Regions from separate parts of the Mus musculus genome. Here region 1 is linked to region 2. The links are chromatin contacts, called in public Hi-C maps. All regions are on one chromosome and are shown on one strand. Each heading gives the region's core, a stretch centred on a gene start, on an enhancer-like site or on the middle of the called end of the contact. The rest is flanking DNA. Distances are from core to core; before and after follow the strand shown.

Region 1 (4,758 bases), core at 743-3,242, 1.0 Mb after region 2:
CAGAGTAAGGGATACAGAAAATGTGTTACATTTACACAATGTAGTACTACTCAGCTATCAAAAACAATGAATTTATGAAATTCTTAGGCAAGTAGGTGGATCTGGAGTGAGGTAACCCAATCACAAAAGAACACACGTGATATGCACTCACTGATAAGTGGATATTTGCCAAGAAACTTAGAATGCCCAAGATACAATTCGCAAACACATGAAACTCAAGAAGAAGGAAGACCAAAGTGTGGGTATTTCGTTCTTTCTTAGAATGGGGAACAAAATACCCATGGAAGGAGTTACAGAGACAATGTTTGGAGCTGAGATGGACGGAAGGACCATCTAGAGACTGCCCTACCTGGGGATCCATCCCATAAACAACCACCAAACTCAGACACTGTTGCATATGCCAGCAAGATTTTGCTGACAGGACCCTGATATAGCTATCTCTTGTAAGGCTATGCCAGTGCCTGGCAAATACAAAAGTGGATGCTCACAGTCATCTATTGGATGGAACACAGGGCCCCCAATGAAGGAGCTAGAGAAAGTACCCAAGAAGCTGAAGGGGCCTGTAACCCTATAGGAGAAACAACAATATGAACTAACAAGTACCCCCCAGACTTGTGTCTCTAGTTGCATATGTAGCAAAGGATGGCCTAGTAGGCCATCAATGGGATGAAAGGCCCTTCGAAAGGTCTTTCAAAGATTATATGCCCCAGTACAGGGGAATGCCAGACTAGGAAGCAGGAGTGGGTGGGTTGGGGAACAGGGTGGGGAGAGGGTATAGGGGACTTTCGGGATAGCATTTGAAATGCAAATGAAGAAAATATCTAATAAAGAAAAAGAAAAAGTAATAATATCAATGTTAAGTACACAACCTGTGAGTACTGCACACTTAATCTTCCTGCTTCTCTGGGACGTTTAGGCTCAAGGTGTCTTCTTGCTTTAAAGAGCAGATGAGAAAAGAGAAACATCCCCAATGAGTCGAGCCAAAACCCACAAGCAAAGCATGGTGAAGTCGGGGAGCAGGAGGAATGTCTCTTATTTTCCTGCAGGGCCTCTTGGTAGCCACATTGTTAATTGCAGGAAGAGATTTGAAAAGTGACCTGGCCAGAGGGTCTGTGAGCATCAGAAGTGACAAGTCACATAGTTGAGGGGAGTAAAGAGCCAGGGAAGAAGGGAGAGTGAATGGGTGCCATTATTCCATGTCATTGTAACTATAGGTGCACATGCTCTTACCTGGCACATTTCTCTTTGTCCCCACTGAACCCAAAGAATCGTCAACTACCATAATCTCCAGAGCCTGGAAGGGATTCGGGGAAAAAGCCAAAGAAATGATTAAAGAGCTGAAGAAGCCACAGATTCAGTGGGTGTCTCCTCTCTGCACCATGAGCACTGCCTTGTAGGACAGTCAAACAACTAGATAAGTGTTGTTTTGCCCAAGGCAGACAAAAAGGTATGGGAAACATGTCTCCACTCTAGTTGCCAACAGCCAATAAATTTTTGTGTCTTTTTCCTTCCAAGTGGACTGTCAGTAAATATATTTTTTTAAAGTTTTATTGAACAGGGTGACCTCAAATTTATTTGTACTTTTTTTTCAATGAGACTCTGAGCAATTGCAGACTCTCGTCGCTGCAGGCTCCGGTGAGCTTCAAAACAGCCTGTGTTCCTTTCCCAACTCAGTTCTACCCAGGGAAACAGCTACTCTTCTTTGTTGCCAACTTTGTCTGGAGACTAACAGGGTGAGATTGAAAACCCCCTCATCGGACACATGTCACCTCTCATGCCTGTTTCTGGCTTCCTTTGGGTGTGTGAGCAGACTCATTTTATTAAACCATTTTTCAGGGGACAGATGGGAAATCTGTCTTTCCCATTAGTCACCAGAAAGTGACCCCAGCAGCTGTGGAGAGAATTGGTCAAGCTGTTGTAACCAACTAGGCCAGAGTGGGAAAAGACACCAAGCCTTGTCACAAGGTCCCAGGCATTCCCAGGAGCCCTAGAACGGCTGAAGCCTTGTCATTAGCTAAACCTTGCTTGGCTGAGATCCTTCTCCACAGCCAAGGGTGAGGCACTGTGTGTCTAAGCAAGGAAGTGGGACAAAGACTGCTTACCATTTGGCATCCATGTTTAATTAGTTTCTTAATGTTATGGGGGGAAAACATGAAATAAATAAGGACAACTGACCACTCTATAATTTGTTTCTGAAGCTTGGCGAGACATAAAAGTCTACCTTCCAAAACCACACAGCATAATTTATTTTATGAGTCCCCCTCGGCACCAGGTCCAGGCTAACCTTGAGTTGAGAGGCTATGCCTTCTCTCCCTGGTGCTGGTGGTCACAGTGTGTCCTTTCTTGGCAGTGGCTCTGGGCCCAGCAAAACAGACCCGTGAAAGGCAAGTGGATTAATCATTCTGAAGGCATGCTCCACTCCAGCTATTCCTCTGCAGGATGCCTGAGAACCAGCAAGCGGCCACTGTAGCAATTCACAAGGGGACAGAAAGAGATGTCTGAAGACTCTCACACAAAAAGCAGGGGTAGAGATGGAAAGCTTTTATAGGATACTCACTGGAGTTTTCATTAAACTGAAAAGTATATACCAGAAAAGCAAAACAAAACAAAACAAAACAAAAAAATAGATCACCATTCCTGCAGCAGAAACTGTGACAAGACCAACCTTTTTATTACAATCAGGCTTTCTCTAAATATATTATGCCCCGCAGGTCAAAATGATTTACTTCTCTATTTGAGGACATCTGAATTCTATTCTGCTGTTGCCAGTATGTTCTCAGCTGTGCCAAAACTGAGCAGGTCTGTGGTTCCTTTGTAACATCAAAACGGAGGCATTTATCATAGAGATTTATCGTGGGACAGCCTGCCAGATGGTTTGGGTATTTTAAAGGTGAACTGCTCAGGCCTTGATTAGCTCACGCAGACTTCTAGTTAAGACAACTCTATCAGCAGCCCAGTAGAGAGATGCCTTCCTCCACCTCCCCTACCCACCCTCCCCCTGTTCTCAAAAGGCAGAAAATATTAATGTAATGGCAGATGTGGCATAGATTGTCATTTCAGAAAGAGAACCAAGCCATAACCAATCCCACTGATTGCATTCTAATTATAACATGACCCCCTGTTGCTTTGCATAGAGGCAGCATTCATTTTGGGGATCCCACTGTAAAACTTGCAGAGTCAACGACCCTCAAAGGGGCAATTGTAAGATTTAAGCTTAGGTTTTCTTTTTTCTTTTCTCTTCTCTACTTTTCTCCCTCCCTCCCTCCCTCCCTCCCTCCCTCCCTCCCTCCCTCCCTCCCTCCCTCCCCCCTCCTTCTTCTTCTTCTTCCTCTCTCTCTCTCTCTCTCTCTCTCTCTCTCTCTCTCTCTCTCTTTCTTTCTTTCTTTCTTTCTTTCTTTCTTTCTGTCCCTGCCAGGCCTCTGCTGATTGGGCCAGCAAGAATGCATTTGATTATATAGACTGAATTTATTGGGAACAGAACCTTTGTGCTTTGAAATGCCTCTCATTCAAATTACATTCAGACATTCAATCAACATTGATTGTGATATGGACTGGCAATGGGGAATGCCTTGGGTTTTCAGTCTAGCAGAGCTACACTGGATAACTGAAGTTGGGGGAAGGGCAAGCAGTGTTTCCATGACCTTAGGTTTGAATTTCCCATCAGAGGAGGGCTTCTCTGGGGAGCCCAAGGGGGTTCCATTCCCAGCCAATCAGTGTCCCACGATCATGCTTTTCCTTGGAAATTTGGGGGCCTGTGGGTATTCCAAATTTAATTAACTCCGAAGAGCCTTGGAATGTGTGTGTGTGTGTGTGTGTGTGTGTGTGTGTGTGTGTGTGTGTGTGTTTATGTTCCTGTTAAATAAAGTAGTTCCTTAAGTTTAGATTCCCTGTGAGAGATTCTGGATCTTAAAAGGCAGCAAGTACAAGGCCAGTGGCTAGGAGCAGAAGTTCTTGTTAGAGTTGTTCCAGTATGATGGAGAACGACACTATGTTTTCTTATCTGTAAGGTAAAACAGTAGTTGGTTCCAAGGTTCAATTTATGATGTAGGTGATTTAACTATACACACACATATATACACACATATAAACACACACACATAAACTTATGAACAGTTAAATCATTTAATAAATGTATATAATTATATGTATACATTTATATACACACATGCACATATATACCTACAGCTAGCCCTTTTATTGCCTCTGGAAATTTTCTTTTGAGATACTCAAGTGGCTGGCTATTGGCAGGCATTATAACTGAAGACATTTCTCTTCTGCATCCCTTTAGCCTAGAAGTCAGACTAGAATCCCCACAGCAGTATGGGACTCACCAGGGAATCCTCATCCCACCCTGACAAATAGCTCAGGGTGGCTCCATTCTTTTTATACATCACATGTCATCAGCTGTCATGTATATGCAGATGCCTCTCAAAGATGAATGTCATAAACTCTGCAGCTTTCACCTTTTTCAAGTATGTAATCACCTTGAACAATATTCATAGTTCTTTTCTTCCACCAAAACTCCACCCATAGCATTCCTCTCAACTCCCCCTCTCCTACTTTTCTTCCCCTAGCTCAATTTCAAAGCCTTAGAATCTTTTCCAGTGCAGCTTCCACACTACTCCTCACAGAAGACTAGTTCCTAAGTCTTGTTATTTCTACCACTGAGCACACATTTTAAAATGCCCATTCTTCTAATAGTCCTCCATTGTCCTTGGGCTTCATTGTGTTCTTCCTGGCTGGCATCCTGTCTTTGAA
Region 2 (5,011 bases), core at 100-2,599:
AGAGGAGGGTAAGGCCAGTGATGACCGCAGGCGGCAAGGATGGTAGTGGCCTCTGGGGAGGCAGAAAGGAAGGCATAAGGTTTTCTGCAGTTTGCAGTAGAGGGGTTCAGTACTCTCCTCTCTGTCTCCTCTGAAAACACCAATCTACTTAGATGACCCAGAATGGCCATCCCTCTGTGTCAGGATGCATGTATTAAAAACTATAAGCAGTTTTCATGACTTTTTTGAAAGTCACATTTACTCCCTGCTAAAAAGCCAAGGATGGGGACATAAATAGAAATAACTCCCTCTCTCTCAAAGCTCCAAGGTTAAGAGCAGGCCAATAATCCTCTGCTTTTGGAGACTATAAACAAATCCGTGAGGGCCTCCAGGCAAGGATTCTACTTTTATTTTGTGGTCCAGAAGCATTCTGGATTTGCCCAAGGCCTCAAATCTGGGACTGGAATGAAGCTGCTGGCTGCCAGCCCCTGGATAGACCTGGCCAATCTCTGTGTGAAAGGTGTGGGGGACTACCCCACCTTACAGAGGGACTAAAGACCAGGCCTAGGGATGGATGTGTGGCTCAAGCCAAATCCAGACAGGGGCCAGCAACTCCTCAGAAAAGGGGCTGAAGTTCCATTCAGAGTGTCTTATCTGGACAGACCTCCTTTCCTGCTGGGGGGAAAGGAAGAAAGAATTTTTCTCTGCTGTTTCTTCTCTTTCAGACAGATCAGAGTTCAGATGCTACCCCCTCCCCCCAGCTAAGTTCAACTGACAGGGGATTGTGGGGGGCACTATGAAAGGGGCCTTTACCCAAGTCATACAGGGAGCTGGGGGTCTTGGGTCACCGGCTCCGGAGCACCTGGCTTTGGATTTGGATACAGTTTCCAGCACACAGTGGTTTGTATTCATTCTCAGGACCTGAAAGCTATAATTGCAAGTGCTGTAAGCTCAAAGCCTTCACAGTCTTGTCACTGCTGTGGTGTCTCCTCATGGTGTCACTCACGGGCTGCCTCACTAAAATGTCAGGGACCCAAACCTCACTTGACCTCAGAGAGGCCCCGAAGGCAAAAATCTCGCAAGAGGACAGAGGCTCCAGAGGAGGGGTCCTGAGGAAGGAAGAGAGGGTCTGGCAAGGAGGACAGAGGGGCTGGGCGGAAGAAGAGGGAGCCAGGGAGGCGGGTGAGGGCCATGGCGAGGGCCCCTTGTCAAGGGTCTATCTGCAGGATGATTGATGCGAGCCCGGGTTTTTCTGTCAGCCTGTCACGGCGCAGGAATGTTTAATGTTCTCATTATTGGTTACGCTGTTGTGTATATTTCTCTGTCAGCACCACGGACCCAGCTGAACTGGCAGAGCACTTCAAAGGCCTGCGGGTCATTCATCATCCCCATGACGCCCAGGCAAACGCTCAGCTTCAGCTCCGCGCCAGGGATTTGTTATGACTTGCAAGCGGACTGACAGACAGGGCTATGGCAAGGAGGGGACAAGGGCTGCAGAAGGCCCCCTCCGACCCTTTTTTTGTCACTCTGGGTTCAGGGCCGTGCCTTTGTGCCTCCAAGACCAGCTAGGGGTGACCCTTCAGCACACGTGTGTGCTGGGTCAAGAGTACAGGGTAAACTTGGGTGAGGGGCTCCCTAAAGCACCCCAAATCCTCTCCCTGTCCTCTCTCCTCTGGATACTTAGTGGTATCCCCCCTAAAGTTATGCTGAAGTTAGGTAGTAGTGGTGAGGGGAACCCAAACTTGCAGGGCCAGGGAGGGGTGGGGGGGCAGGGAGAGCCGGGAACATGGGGGCTTTGTTCCCTTTCCCAAGCCTGACATGATTAATCGTTTTCTTCTGATCTAATTTTGGAACATGAAAAACAGCACATTTGTCTTGAAGAAAAATGATGTGCCGAACTGCGCAGATGGAAATTTCGAGCAACGAGAAAGATTAAAGTGAAACCCCACTCCTTAGACCTAATCATGAGTTGTAGATTATTCTGTCGGCCCAGCCAGATGGTAGCTCTGATTCCACGGCCCCTTCTTATATTAATGAATACTAGACTGTTATATTTGACTTAGGTAAGTGAAATGTCTATCAGAGCTAATGGGCTGCCAGCCAGCATAACACATGTTGTACCGCTAAGGGTCCTTGCTGCATTTTTCATGTTTTATACTAATGTAGAACATTTTGTTTCCTACTGGTTTTCATCATTGTCACTGTTTGCTAAATATTTTCGCATGGAAAGGGTGGGGGAGGGAAGCAGAGTCAGGAGGAAAAAGAACCCCCCCTCCCCAAACTTGTGTCCAAAGCTAATTTCCTCCCGCCGGGCTTGGCTATAACTCTGCAAGTAAAAACAGTCACTCGGAGCAATGCGTACAGGAACTCAATAGTAACGTGATTAAGTCCCTAGTCAAGGAGACTACACTCGACTCTATGTTAACAAACCTAATTATAGCCCTGTAGTGATAAATAGGGCCCAGGTCCTTGCTGCATATCTCTGAGGTCACGTTCAGAGAGCGGTTTGACCATCTCTCGTCTCTGGGGAGGGAACTGTCCTGGGGAGGCATCCCAGGCCCAGCATAGCAGAGAGGCGGTTCTCTCTGACCCAGTTGTTCAGTCCCTGGGGAGGGTGAGTAGATGCCAGGCAGTTTTCAGAGCAGAAGGTCTGAGGTGTAAGTAACTTTGGGCTTTGCTGCAGGAAGTGGGAACTGTCATCTCTGCCTTTCTCATCAGTGACCCCAGGCAAGCCTCTGAGGTGGTGACTCCCCTTGGACCAAGCAGATGATAGCTCAGATCTGCCTTCTTCCTCCCGACTTCTCTGAGCAGGAGAGACCTGGAAAAGCTTGCTGTTGTTGAGGAAGCCCAATATTCCTTCCTTAAGAAGGAAGGCGTGGTATCCTGGAAAACGGGGAGTCCTGATGATGGAACCTGAAAGCTGTTTGGGACAGATGACATGGGGTTGTGGATCATTTTCAAGGGACAGTGTCCTAAGAATAGAAGGGAACCCACATCTGTGAACACCACAAGATGCAGCTCAAAGCCTTGGCTGGCAGTAGGTGGCCCCCCTTCAGCTTCTCCTGCCTCATTTCTCACCTGTCCTCAACCATGAGCCCCACATTTCTGCTTCATGAACCTTTTTAGTGTCCCTAAGATTACCAGGCTCATATAGAACAATGTGCTCGTGCCCATTTTATTTCTGACTCTCCGAGCCCTCTGGCTTCTTTCTCTGGAAACCCTCTACACATTTAAAGACCCATCTCCCATGTCTTTACTCTGTCACATTTGGGGACATCCTCTAGATGTCATACTTAGGCACTTCACTCTCTGGATCCCCAGTAGGATTTAGCTGTGTCCCCATAACTCCTATGTTGAATCCTTGATATCTGACTGGTAGCACTGTTAGGGAGACCCTGGAAACGGCATGGAGCCTGGCTAGAGGAAGTAGGCTATGGCTGAGCGTGCCTTTAAGGCCATGGCTGGTCCTTAGATCCATCTTCAGTTTTGCTTCCTGTCTGCCACAAGGTGGGTAGCTTCTTTCTGCATACCCCCCCCCCGTCCCCCGCCACTATGTTTTAACCAGATAGTAGACACAGAGACAAGGACTGGAGTGACTGTGAATGAAGCCTCCTGAAGCTGAGCTAAAAGGAATCTCCTTTAACTTGTTTCTGTCAGGGAACTGGTCACACTGACAAGAGAGGAACTAATAACACCGAAGTAACACCAAAGCGGTCTTTTTAAACACTAAACAACTTTTAATGCTTACATTCTGGGAAGCAGAGGTAGGCAGATCTCTGTTAGTTTGAGGTAAGCCTAGTTAAGGTTAGCCAGAATCTCATAGTAAGACCCTGTCTCAAAGGTATCTATTAGCTTATATTAATTACACATAATAATACATTCCACTAAAATATTTTCATGCATGTATATAATGTATTTGGATCATCTTCACTCCATAACCCATTCTTATTCCTTCTGTCTCCCTTTGCTCCTTCATTCTAACTGGTCCCCCTTGTATTTTGATATTTTTTCATTTTGTGTGTGTGTGTGTGTGTGTGTGTGTGTGTGTGTGTGTGTAGACACCCATGGAAACAGAAGAGGATGATAGATCTCTTTAAAAAAAACTCACTGGGATACACAGAGAAAGGAGGGAGAAGGGAGGAAGGGAAGGAGGGAGGGATGGACAGAGGGAGAAGATGCCAGAGTACAAAGGGGACCAGTTGGAGAGAAGCTGCACTACTCGAGTAAATTACCTGCCTAGAGATCCCAAGGGAGGGGTGGGGTTTATTTTGGCTCACAGGTTCAGAGAGAAAGAGGCCCTCACGGGGAGGGAGGCCTGGTAGCAGGCTGTAGGAAGCTGAGCAACCGACCACATTTTCATCTACACACAGGAAACAGAATGAACAGGAAGTGAGACCAGGTTGTAAACCCTTAACTGCCTCACATGCCACCCTCCCTCCCTGCAAGGCTGAGCCTCCTAAGGTTCCATGACCTTCCCAAACGGGGCCACCCACTGGGGCCCAAATATTCGAATATATATAAGCTTATGGGTGCATTTCCCACTTAAATCACAGCAGTTACCCTTATCTACCTATGCCTTCTCAGGGAGGGGTAGGCCTTCATGAGTCCCTCCCCTTCCCATGACATGAGATTGAAAGGCTCACTTTTGTGTAGATCTTGCCACCGTTTCTTTGATCATGTCCCCATGAAACATTAAAATGTTGCACTGAAAAATGTCCATTTTCACGTCTTTCCCTACACACGTCCATTTTCAAGTCTACCCTACCTCCACGTTCATTCACACTGTTTATTCCAGAAATATGCACAGAGCAGCTCCCATGTGTCAGGTATCGCTCTCAGCAAACCTGTACAAACTCACAGTCCTTTGCTGTGACCATTTAGTACCCCTCTGTGTGGGGGTATGGATGATTGGGTGGAGGCTATTTAAATAGAATATATATAGTCCTTTCTTGAAGAACAAGGTCATTCAAGCTAATCCCATGAATGGGAGTTCTAAGACGATGGCAAGGAGGACAGACAAACCCCGTGGGAA

The links. A called contact is a pair of places that touch in the nucleus more often than the background predicts.
Region 1: a contact with region 2 is called in a Hi-C map of uterus. The contact joins two enhancer-like sites. A contact is called at or near these places in 1 of 484 Hi-C or Micro-C datasets (uterus), 1 of 115 datasets of contacts at active chromatin or transcription factors (acute myeloid leukemia) and 2 of 9 other capture datasets (embryonic tail and embryonic trunk).

What each region holds. Positions count from the first base shown.
Region 1 is chr14:22,904,564-22,909,321 of GRCm38.p6, forward strand. All of the region lies in intron 6 of Lrmda (leucine rich melanocyte differentiation associated), which reads left to right. Among named protein-coding and RNA genes, the nearest start is that of Gm30783, 25 kb to the right of the region's middle. Within about 2 kb of position 1,993, at least 77 of the 459 cell types and tissues checked have an H3K27ac peak or open chromatin away from gene starts, as enhancers often do. A contact at or near this core is called in uterus, where this site is marked.
Region 2 is chr14:21,902,647-21,907,657 of GRCm38.p6, forward strand. No RefSeq gene overlaps it. Among named protein-coding and RNA genes, the nearest start is that of Comtd1, 56 kb to the left of the region's middle. Within about 2 kb of position 1,350, at least 70 of the 459 cell types and tissues checked have an H3K27ac peak or open chromatin away from gene starts, as enhancers often do. A contact at or near this core is called in uterus, where this site is marked.